Regions from separate parts of the Mus musculus genome. Here region 2 is linked to region 1. Evidence: chromatin contacts called from public HiChIP or PLAC-seq data. All regions are on one chromosome and are shown on one strand. The core of a region is the stretch at or near the end of the contact, and the rest is flanking DNA. Distances in the headings are between cores, read along the strand shown.

Region 1 (5,340 bases), core at 1,009-3,508:
CTAACATCTACCTACAGAGTTCTGTGGATCCGGCCACTGTTATTCTGAGTTCTAACAAGTGCTGACCTGTTGGTGTTCTGAGCCTCAGATTGGAAATAGAAAGCCGGGGCTGGAAAAGGGACAGAGGGGGCATTGAAAGGCCCTGCATAGCTCTAAGAAGGCACAAATGAAGAGAGCACAGCGCCTTTATGAAAAGTGAGGATGACATATGAGCAGGAGGGGACCACACTTAGATACAGAGAGAGTCACACAGGGACAGCAGCTCCTGGGCTCATGCCTTCAACACAAGTCAGGGGCATAGGGATACTGACAGTATTAACTGAGGAAGGAAAAGACGACAGTTATGTGAATATCATCTCTTTAACGAAACAGACACGTGAAATATATATTGACTATACCCACTAAAATGCGTTAAGTTCAAGTGTGTGGTAAGCACATGTTGGACAGATGTGGCACTTCAAAGCGTGAGTATTTGCATGCGTGAGTAGCCACACACATTTATGAGTGCATTCACCCCACCCCTATGCACAGATATGTTTACAAGTGCTACAGAGTGTACACTGCGCACAACATTCGGGATAGATCATGGCATTCCTGACACATGAAAAGCCAGCCACATATAAATATGCACATTCCTAGATGTTACCTCTACCTGCATACTGGATGTGCATACACACACACACACACACACACACACACACACACACACACACGCAGATGCATCCCCACATTTCCCCTCAAACATTCCTTTCTCTCCCACACAGATCATCTAAATACACACAGATACACATCTGCGAACATTGCCAGATACATGACATCTGTGCCAGGTACACAGACTCAGAAATGCCGCATCGCATCGTCTCATATGGTATACACTGAATCTGCACACAGCAGTTTGGCAGACTTACAAACAGAGCACTCACTGATTAGGTTGTCCATGACACACACACCCATGCCAAGCCTGCTGCTCTTGGGACCTATGCCCAGCCACTCTCCCTCCCAGTGTCCTGGGTATGAACCTACGCCCACGCTGCTAATCCACACCCATGTGCCCAGGAGTAGTGCTTGCTCTAGGGCCTCCAGGCCATGGGCCAAGGATAGCGGGGCAGCGGGCTAGGGCTGAGGTCTGGTGCTCCCATAGCCATTTTTTGAATTGTTGGAGGTTTTGGCAATAGCACGATGACCATTTGCTTTCAGCACACAGACCCTGAAATGTAAGCCCGTGTATTGTCAAGGGAAATCGGATAGGCCCCAGAGGTTTGTTTCCATGAAACCTGGACTGTTGGGTAACAATGCAGAAAGCCAGATCCGTGGCAGGGCAGGGGGAGTTTTTAAGCATGCTATGTGCTACCCTCTTGAAATGGGAAGTACCTTTTGCTCAAAGCATGTGGAATTTGACTCAAGTTCAATGTCAGTTCGAGTTACTTTTGAAAAGTAAGGACAGCATCCTACTCTGCAGCTAAACTGGTTCTGCTGCCTTAGCTCCAGGAAAGGAGATGGCCCCTCATAGCTCTCAGCACCTGTCTGTGCAGAGCCGGACACTGGAGCACCTGCGACCTCCAGTGCCTCCCCAGCCCTCCATCCTGAAGTTCATTGTTCCTAATTACATCAGCTTCTCCCTGGAGGTTTAACTGATACTTTCTTTGTTGTGACTGACAGCCCTCTGGTTGTAACGTACATATATCAAGTTAGAAACGGCACAGAGGGGTCTCGTTTCAACTTCAGCTCTTACTGGTTCAAGCATCTCTACCGAGCACCGCAGCATCACCGTTGTCCCAGCACTAAACACCAGGCACTTGGTGAGGGGCTGCCTTCGGCTGCTTCTGACCCTTGCACCATCTGAACTGAAGGCAGGTGTTCTGAATTTTACCACTGAGGAAATGAAGGCTTGGAGCCCCATCCCTCCTGATTCCATCTTTATCTGCTTGCTCCTGCCTCGTCAGGACTAGCGTAACCGTGGCCTGTAACCTGGTCTCTCTCACTTCTGCTCATCACCTTAAGCCACGGCCGACTTCATATCATTCCTCCTAACTGTGGCCACTAAAGTCCACACTTTGTGGGCGTGGTGGTGTGTGCCAATAATCCCAGCACTCAGAAGCTTAAGCAGGAAGACCTAAGGTTCTAGGCCAGGCTGAGTTACATAGCCAGACCCTGTCTCAAAAACGAAACAAAAGAAGATGGTCCTATTATGTGTGGATGAAGCTAACCACGACCTTATCTGCCCCTCCCATTCATACAGACTCCCCTTCATTGAAAGCCGGGCCACATTCCCCTCCTCCAGGAGGCTACTCTAGCCTGTGGAAGTCAGTCCAGTGACTTCACCTCTATGGTATCTAATTGGGACCTTTGTGTCAGTGTGAAGTCACTTCCTCTTCCTAGCAGGTCTCTTCTTAGGAAAGTTAAGTTGGATCAGCAGCCAAGATAGAGATGAAATAGCTCTCAAGTCCTTGTCTGCCTTGTCTTTTTTGGGGGGGAGGGGAAGGAGGGGGATCATCTTTCCATTCTTCTGTTTGCATGTAGCAAGGAAGAAAAGCAGAAGGAATCCTAAACACCTAGTCCTCTCAGCCATGGTGGTAAGTGTGATTATGCTTCCTAAGGAAGTGCCATTGCCTTCTCTGTGACTTTCCAGAGGCACATGGCCCCAAGTTCCCTGCCGCCTCTGACCAGTCCTCTATAAAGTGGCTGTGAGCATCATGACAGCTAAGCCCCTGGAGGTCGGCCACTCTGGCCCCTTCGTACTGAGCCTAGCACAAACCCAGTGCTTAGTGAATGCTCGGTCTGACCCTATGAACCACCTCCTTGGCCTGGCGTCTCTCCTGAGCCTGCCCCCCTGGCAATGCTGCACTTCCTCCCCTACACCTGGTCAGCTGGTGTCCCTGGCGGAGCGAGGCCCAGCCCCTCTCACCAGACAGCATGCGGCCCCTGCGGGAGGCCTCGGTCGCCAGGGCACAGGAGATTTCAATCCGCTTCTCCTGCTCCTGCAGCTGGCTCTCTGAGTCCTGGGGCACGTCCACAGAGTCCCCCTCGCCGATGGGCACCACGTTCTGCATACTGAAGAGGCACAGACACACAGACATGGAGGGAGGGACAGCATGGTCCAATTGGCTTGGGGAGGCCTGCGCTGAGGTTGGTGGGGAGGGCCAGGGGCCTTTGAGTGTGCAGCCTCTGGTGCCCAGCAAGGCTGTCCCTAGGAGTGAGGGAGACCCTGGCAAGACTGTTAGGACCCCTACCCTCAATGTTCTCAAATGAATTTTCAAAGGTTCAAGTGAACATGTGGGGCAGCCTTGAAGGGGCGGAGGATGAGCAGAGAGGCACCCTCTGGTTTGTGCACAAGCCCAGCAGGTCTTTCTAGGGACCAGACCAGCATCCTCATTTCTGCCAGATGTCTGGGTATAGTCTGCTGCCTCTGGCCACTGCTTTTATTTTCTCTACCCTGGGGAGGCAAGGTGCCTCCGAGATACCTAGTGCCCAAGGAACCTGGGTACAGGGAGGGCAGTGGAGTGGCTGGCTCGCCTAGGCCTATTACCTGGATTTGGCAATGAGCGTCTTGATCCTCTCCACCTTCTTCTGCTTCTCCTTCAACTCCTCCGGGCTCAAGGGAGTGTCAGGTTCCAGGTCAATGTACCGTTCAGGGATGAGGACTTTGTCTGGAGTAGAGAGCTGTGGAGAGTCTAAGGTCACCGCCTGCATCCTCCCATTCAGGCCATCCTCCTGCCACGGCCCCTCCCGGACCCACTCACCTCCTTACTGATGTCCACATCGTAGTGCTGAGGCTCCAGCTCCATCTTGCGGAGCCTCGCGATCTCCTCCCGTGGTGTCTCATATGCCTGACCACCAGGTTCCTCGGCTCTCAGGGCTGCCTCCAGGTTGGAGATGTCTACTTCATGGATGCTGCGGTGACGGCGCACCTGGGGGACAGCACTGTCATGACCAAGTCACTTCTACCCACATCTCCCTCCAGGCAGTTCCTACTATTCCTGTGTATGCGCCCTGACCAGCATCCTTACTATCCCTGTATCCTTGCCCTGACCAGCATCCTTGACCAGGCTCCCTCGTAGCCTGCACTACAGAGCCACCCTCCTTTCCCTCTGCTTCCCTACACCTGCCTACAGCAAGGCCCAGAGACAGGACCTCATCAGTGTCTCCTCTCAGTGCTCACAGCCTGTACTGCACCCATGGGCAGTGGAAGCCATGTGTCCCATATTGATTTCTGATAGTTTCATTCTATGGAAGGTCTGACCTATCAACTCAAGCAAAGCCATACGAAGGTAGAATTTGCATCTTGTTTCTTCTCTGTTTCTGGAACCTACTACTATAAAGAAAAGTTAAACAGATACCTTGGCTCCACCCACCTCTGTTCTTACAGGGGTGTGGCCCAGGAAGCTCCTGGTTTCTCTTGATTCTATTTCCCTAGCTATAAAATGGGTGATACATTTGAAATCATTGCCAACACTGATGGGGTTAAATGAAGGAATATGATGATTCCCTGGACAGCACTGCTAGGAGAGCTACTATGGCTGTCTTCAGGGGACCCAGGAGCTACCATGACTGTCTTCAGGGGACCCAGGCCAATGCTCAGCACATAGAAGGCACGTCAGAATCACGTAAAAGTGATGACTCTTTTCATGTGGTGGATTTTGCACTATTTTTTTAAATCTAATTTTTCCTTTTTAAGTATATATGTGTGTGTGTGTGTGTGTGCACATTGACATAAAGTATGTGTATGTGAGTGTCTGCTGAGTCCAGAAGAGGGTGCTGGCTCTCTTGCAGCTAGAATTACAGGCAATCATGAACCATCTGATGTGGGTGCCAAGAGTCCTCTGCAAGAGCAGCAAGTGCTCTTAACACAAGTGACTTTTTGAATACTTCATTTCAGCAAACACATTTGTCATTCATTTGGCATTACTTTCATCAAGCATAAATAGGAAACACAGGCTGAAGCACCTCTAGCAGTGGTGTATCCCAGGAGCCCTGCTAGGTCACCCTCAGTCTTCCAGCTCCCTGGTCCCATGTGCCCATGGGCTGAGGGAAGTTGTGTGGACAGAGGGCAGAGCCCGGGCCTCTGGGCAGCTGCGAGGACATTACCACTTTGTAGGCAGGCCGGGTGCTGGGCTCAGGGGCTGGGCTGGCTGGGAGCTGTAGGCTCCTCCGCTTTTCCTTCATGGAACCGCTCTGATGCCGCCTCATCCGGTCCATCTGCTCCTCGACACTCATTTTCACCTTGCCCTCTCCAGAGAACACAGCACTCTTGGGGCGCTCTTGCTGTAGTGGAGAAACAAGGCTCTGCCAGGTAGGTGCTCACCAACCCACTAGCTTTCTCATTTCAGCCTGTGCTCGAAA
Region 2 (5,340 bases), core at 1,440-3,939, 180 kb before region 1:
ATTATCCAAGAGGATGAAGCCCCACCCCAGAGCAGAACCAGCCCCATCCTAAGACCCACCTTGTCCTCTCATGCCTTCTAAGGACCATCTTCTAGGACAGAAACGAAGACAATAGAGGAGACACCACCTTGACCAGAAAGGCTTCATTTATGCATCCCTTTTGTCCCTTGCCCCAAAGTAGTCACGTTGAACAGCTCTCCTCTCTGCCAGTCACCAATGTAAGGACAATGTCCTAAAGCCAAGCAGGGAAAGCCTCTCCAGGAAGACCCGAGGAGATCTTTATCTTTGCAAATGGTGCTGGAGGAAAACCGAAAGCTGCACAGACAGAGCATACAAGGCAGAGGCTCATGGTGATACCTGAAGTGCGTGGAGGGAGCATTCATCACCATGACAGAAGCTCATGGCGATGGGTGGAGAGTAGGCTACGACGAGGAAAGCTGGAGGCTGATTATTCTCTTAGATTATTTTGTGAGGAAGAAAGAAGAAAATTGGGTTTGTCATTGAAGGGGAAAGTAGAGTTCAAAGGTCTGTAGCCCAGGCTGTCCTTACACCCATGATCTTCTTTCCAGCTTTGGCTTCCCAGAAGCAGGGGCTACAGGCTCTTTTATTTTGAGGTATGAGAAAGAACAGATTGTGTGCTGAATAGATTAGAGGAGAGGACGCAGTGAAGCGAGAGATAGAGGGTAGAGTTGCTGTGCAAGATCTTGGTGGGTGAAAGTACAGTGGTCCCAGTATCAGGGAGAGAGGGAACAGGAGGCATTGTGCACAGGCAAGGAGCATCCAGGTGTATGCATGCAATCAGCTCTTCAGCTAGGAGTAAGGAAGAAGGGGGAATGCTGACTCTGAGGCAAGGAGAAGAGAGACCAAGGCAGAGTGAGTGCCATGGCCACACACCAGTGATGTGTCCCTGTCCCCAGAGCAGCCATACTCAACCAGAGCAGATGCAGAGAGATGGGTTAGGTCAGGTGAGTGCAGCTGTCAAGGCTCACAGCTCTGAGGACCACTGTGCAGGCAGTTGGTGTAGTCCAAGTGTGTGCCTGTTCTTCCATAGTGATTATTAATAATGTCTTCCTCATTCTTAAATACCTCTGTCTCTCTCTGATATAGGGTCTCATGTAACCCAGAATAGCATCCAACTTGCTATAGATTCAAAATGGGCTTTGAACTCCTAATCCTTTTGTCTCCAACTCCAAGTACTGGGATTACAATAGGATGCCACCAAGCCCAGCTCTTCGGTGTTCATTTGTATAGTAAAGGAAATGTCTTCCCACAGGCCCTAGAGCCAAAATGGAGTTTCTGATATTTCTAGGCAGAATTTATCAGTGTTTGGCTTTCTTTCCTTCCTCCTTTCTGTCTGTCTGTCTGTCTGTCTGTCTCTCTCTCTGTCTCCTTCCTTCCTTCTTTTCTTCCTTCCTTCCTTCTTTTTTTCCTTCCTTCCTCCCTTCCTTCCTCCCTCCCTTCCTTCCTCCTTTCTTTCTGTCCTTTCTTTCTTCCCTTCTCTCCGTGTGTGTGTGTGTGTGTGTGTGTGTGCGTGCACACAAGTGTGAAGAGTATGTACATGGAGACCTAGAAGGGAGTCAGGTGTCTTCTATTTATGCTTTGGTCCTTTGAGGCAGAGTCTCTCCTTGAAGCTGGATGGAGCTCATATTTTTCATCTGGGCTGGAGGGCAGCAAGTCCCAGGGATCCTTCTCATGCCCCACCCTTATCTCCAGTCCTAGAGTTACAGATGTGCAATGGGATCACCCCAGCTTTTATGTGAGTGCTGGGATCTAAGCTCCAGTCCTCATGCTTATAACCACTGAACATCCCTCCAGCCCCTCCTTTGAGGTTAGCCATGGCGGTTCAGTTCTCAGCCCCCAGCATCTAGCACTGCCATCACCATTCACAGAAACTTGCCAAGTGATCCTTCTACTTCTTAAGCTCTTTTGGGGTTGCTCAATTTACAGACCTCATAGAAGTCTGTGTGCTTATTAGGACAAAATTATTTATGAGTATGTATAGCCTCAGTACCCCCACGGCATTACTTCTGTCATGAGTCTGCCTAGTTGAAGAGGACATGGAAGTCACCTCTCAATGAGAGGAGAGTTCAAGTCACTTTACAAGAAGGCTTTATGGTGCTGGAGTTGGAGCCACATCCCCCTCCCTTCTTTATAACAAGACCACATGGCATCCATGATATTGTTTTGCTCCTTTGGGAACAATGTAATTCTGACCCTAAGTTTGGATTCTCTATCCTTCTTTCCAAAGATACTAGCAAAACACTCAGAACTGTAGTCATTGTCTAGTTAACCTTAACTCTGCTTATGTTGAGGGTCTTGCTACAAATGTAGCTTCTTGCCCATTTCATCCTCCTGAGGTGTGGGTCCCTGTGCAACTGTGCTTTCTCAGGAGAAACTGCAGCACGCTGGCACAAACAGCTCATCTCAACTCCAAACAGTTGTCAGAATGTAGTCATGGCCAACTGGCTCTTACAACTGTGTGACAAAACACCACAAGTTTAGTGGCTTACACGACACCAAGTTGTCATCTCCAGTTTCTATGATCAGGGATCTCACTCTTGGTTTCAACAGATGGAAATAAAAGTGTCAGCTGATTGGTCTTCCTCCAAAGGCCTACTAGGGAAAGATCCCTTTGCAAGCCCCTGGTACATCAGTAGACTTTCTTTTCTGTCACTCTTGGTCTGGAGCGCAGCTCAAGAATAGAGGGTATACTTAGCCAATGTGAGGCCCTAGGTTCTATCCTGGACAGCGTATGCACGAGTTGCTTTGCTTTTGTCTTAAAGCTTGTTTGTGGGATTTCTACACATCCATCTTCAAGTTCGTTACAGGAGAAGACTCTGTAGGGCTCATATCAACCAAGTTCAAGGGTTTTGTGTTCTTTTTTAACTAGAAAGGGAATGTGGTGCCCATTAATGGAGGCTGGTTCTCCTGGTGGTTAGGAAGTTGTGGTGTTTGCATAGGGATGACCCCACAGACTCGTATACCTGAATGCTTAGTCACCAGGGAGTGGAAGGAACTCTCTGATAGAATTAGAAGGATTAAGGAGGTGTGACCTTGTTGGAAGAAGTGTGTTGCTGGGGGGGTCCACTTTAAGGTTTTCAAAAACCCACACCTAGCCTGCCAGGATGATAATGGACTAACCCTCTAAAAATGTCAGCAACTTTTATAAGAGCCACCTTGATCATGGTGCTTCTCTTCACAGCACTAGAACAGTGACTAAGACATACATCATCCAGCAGGAATCTGTGAGAATTCTGGCAACCTTCCTCACAAACCTTCCTCACAAAGTCCAGGAAGCAGGAGCCTGAAAAGACTGCTCAGTGGTTAAGAGCAGTTGCTGTTCTTGCAGAGGATCTGAGTTTGGTTTCTATACCCACATCAGACTGCTAACATCTGCCTGCAAGTCCACCTCCAGAGTAGATGATCTTCTGACTTCCACAGGGCACTATACCTACATGCACAAATCTACACACACACACACACACATACACACACAAATGTTACTAAAGTTTAAAATAAAATATTCTTGAAAAGGCTAGGAAGCAGTAAGTCCCTCAAGAGTGGATACAAACAGAAAGCCCACCAAACATAAAGAGCTGAATCCACGTGTAGAAAACTGCTTCCATAGCAGGGTACCTGTACCAAGAGGCAGTGCCGATGTTGGCACCATGACCAAGACCAATAGAGGACATCGGAGAAAGGATGTCAGGATCTGCCACTTCAGTTGAGGCTCTAACAGTGTGGCCTGCCTGCTGAATCCTTCTAGCCCTTGAGGGGTTGAAAAGACCAAGATTTGGGAGTCACAAGCTGACATCCTAGGGACAGAGAGACCTAGACAGAATCAGCTGCAGATGCATAGGAACCATGAGAACAAAGGATGCGGGATTGTAAGACTCTGGCGAGCCTTAACTTAGGAGACTCCGAAAGTGAACAACTCAGAGCTGGGAACCAATGCAAAAGCAAGAGGAATTTTATTGCTCCAGCATGCTGGGGTCACCCTGCACACGAAGAAGAGAGGATGACCCTGCGCAACACGTTTGGAGAGTTTTTATACAGTTTTTACAGCAGCAACCATTAGGCACGATGTGATTGGCAGAACAGTGTGACTCTTAAACTGATTAGTCTTTAGGGGATGAGGTGGCAAGGACTTCCCTTGTCTGTAGGTGGCCAATGGGCAAGGAATGTGTCCACGTGCTCTGGGCCTCCCCCACTCGCAGGTGGCTGATGGTTGGTCTTCCCCTCTGTCGTCTGAGGAATGTAATTAGCTTCTCCCTTCCCGAGGGGAGGGCTGCCTAAGTGCTCCATGACTTCTCTCTTCCAGGAGGGGAGGGGTCTGGTGGAATTTTCCAAAGTTCCTGAGCTGACCTCTTCAGGATTAGTATATTGCCTCGTTTGGAAAACAAGAAGCAGAGAGTGGAAAAGACAGGGAACAGAACTCTGGTCTCCTCAGCTCAAGGGGCATGTGTGTTGGAGGGTCTATGTTTGTGTGGCAGTCTGCTTAGCACAGTTGCATGGTAAGTCTGTGCGTGCGTGTGTGTGTGTGTGTGTGTGTGTGTGTGTATGTGGTATGCATATGCAGGTATGTATGTATGTGGATGTGTGAGGTATGCATATGGAGGTGTGTGTGTGTGTATGTGTGTGTGTGTACATGTAGTGTGCATGTGTGGGTGTGGCCTGGCTAACTTGGAACTTGCTATATAGGTCAGGTTGCCCTCCAGTCCGCAGCAGTCCTACCATCCTTCCCTCCCAAGTGCTGGAGTTAGGGACATGCACCACTCTGCTGGTTCCCGATCTCATGTTAGAATTGTAGTTAGAAGGGCCATGGTACATTTCACTTACCTAGCACATAGAGGGGACCTGGGTTCCATCCTTAGTATGCATGGGGTTGGTATTTACTCTGGTTAAAATAGAAGCCAAGGACATAGCTCAAGGGCAGTGTACCTACCTAACTTAAACAACACCCTAGATTTGATTCCCAGCACTGCAAATATAAAATAGCGTAACATTAAATTGAATTAAAAATTTAATTTAATAGGAAATTAAAACCTAAGGTGACATTAAAAGAGAGAGACCATAAAGTCGAAAATGATAAGGAAAGTTAAGAAGTATATTGACAGAGAACAACAACAACAACAACAACAAAATGTAAGCCAAACGAAGGAATTAAATAGGAACACACTGCTCTGGGTGTGGTGGTGTACTAAAACCAACTAAACTGCCTTGAATCAGTTCAAGTTGAAGCAAGAAATTAAAAGAACCACATAGCTCATAAGAGCATAAATAACAGCTGTGAGTACAGTGTAAGAAACTAGGAAGCAACATTTGGTGACAAAACAACAG

Evidence for each region. HiChIP or PLAC-seq counts read pairs in DNA pulled down with a chosen protein or histone mark.
Region 2: a contact with region 1 is called in an HNF4G HiChIP or PLAC-seq map of pancreatic cancer cells. The contact joins two enhancer-like sites. A contact is called at or near these places in 1 of 115 datasets of contacts at active chromatin or transcription factors (pancreatic cancer cells) and 1 of 9 other capture datasets (adipose tissue).

Annotation. Positions count from the first base shown.
Region 1 is chr1:133,292,274-133,297,613 of GRCm38.p6, reverse strand. It overlaps Plekha6 (pleckstrin homology domain containing, family A member 6), which reads right to left. Exons shown (of 27, transcript NM_182930.2): 22 at 5,086-5,262; 23 at 3,741-3,908; 24 at 3,527-3,660; 25 at 2,906-3,051. Among named protein-coding and RNA genes, the nearest start is that of Golt1a, 15 kb to the left of the region's middle. Within about 2 kb of position 2,258, at least 54 of the 459 cell types and tissues checked have an H3K27ac peak or open chromatin away from gene starts, as enhancers often do. A contact at or near this core is called in pancreatic cancer cells, where this site is marked.
Region 2 is chr1:133,475,005-133,480,344 of GRCm38.p6, reverse strand. No RefSeq gene overlaps it. Among named protein-coding and RNA genes, the nearest start is that of Sox13, 53 kb to the right of the region's middle. Within about 2 kb of position 2,689, at least 15 of the 459 cell types and tissues checked have an H3K27ac peak or open chromatin away from gene starts, as enhancers often do. A contact at or near this core is called in pancreatic cancer cells, where this site is marked.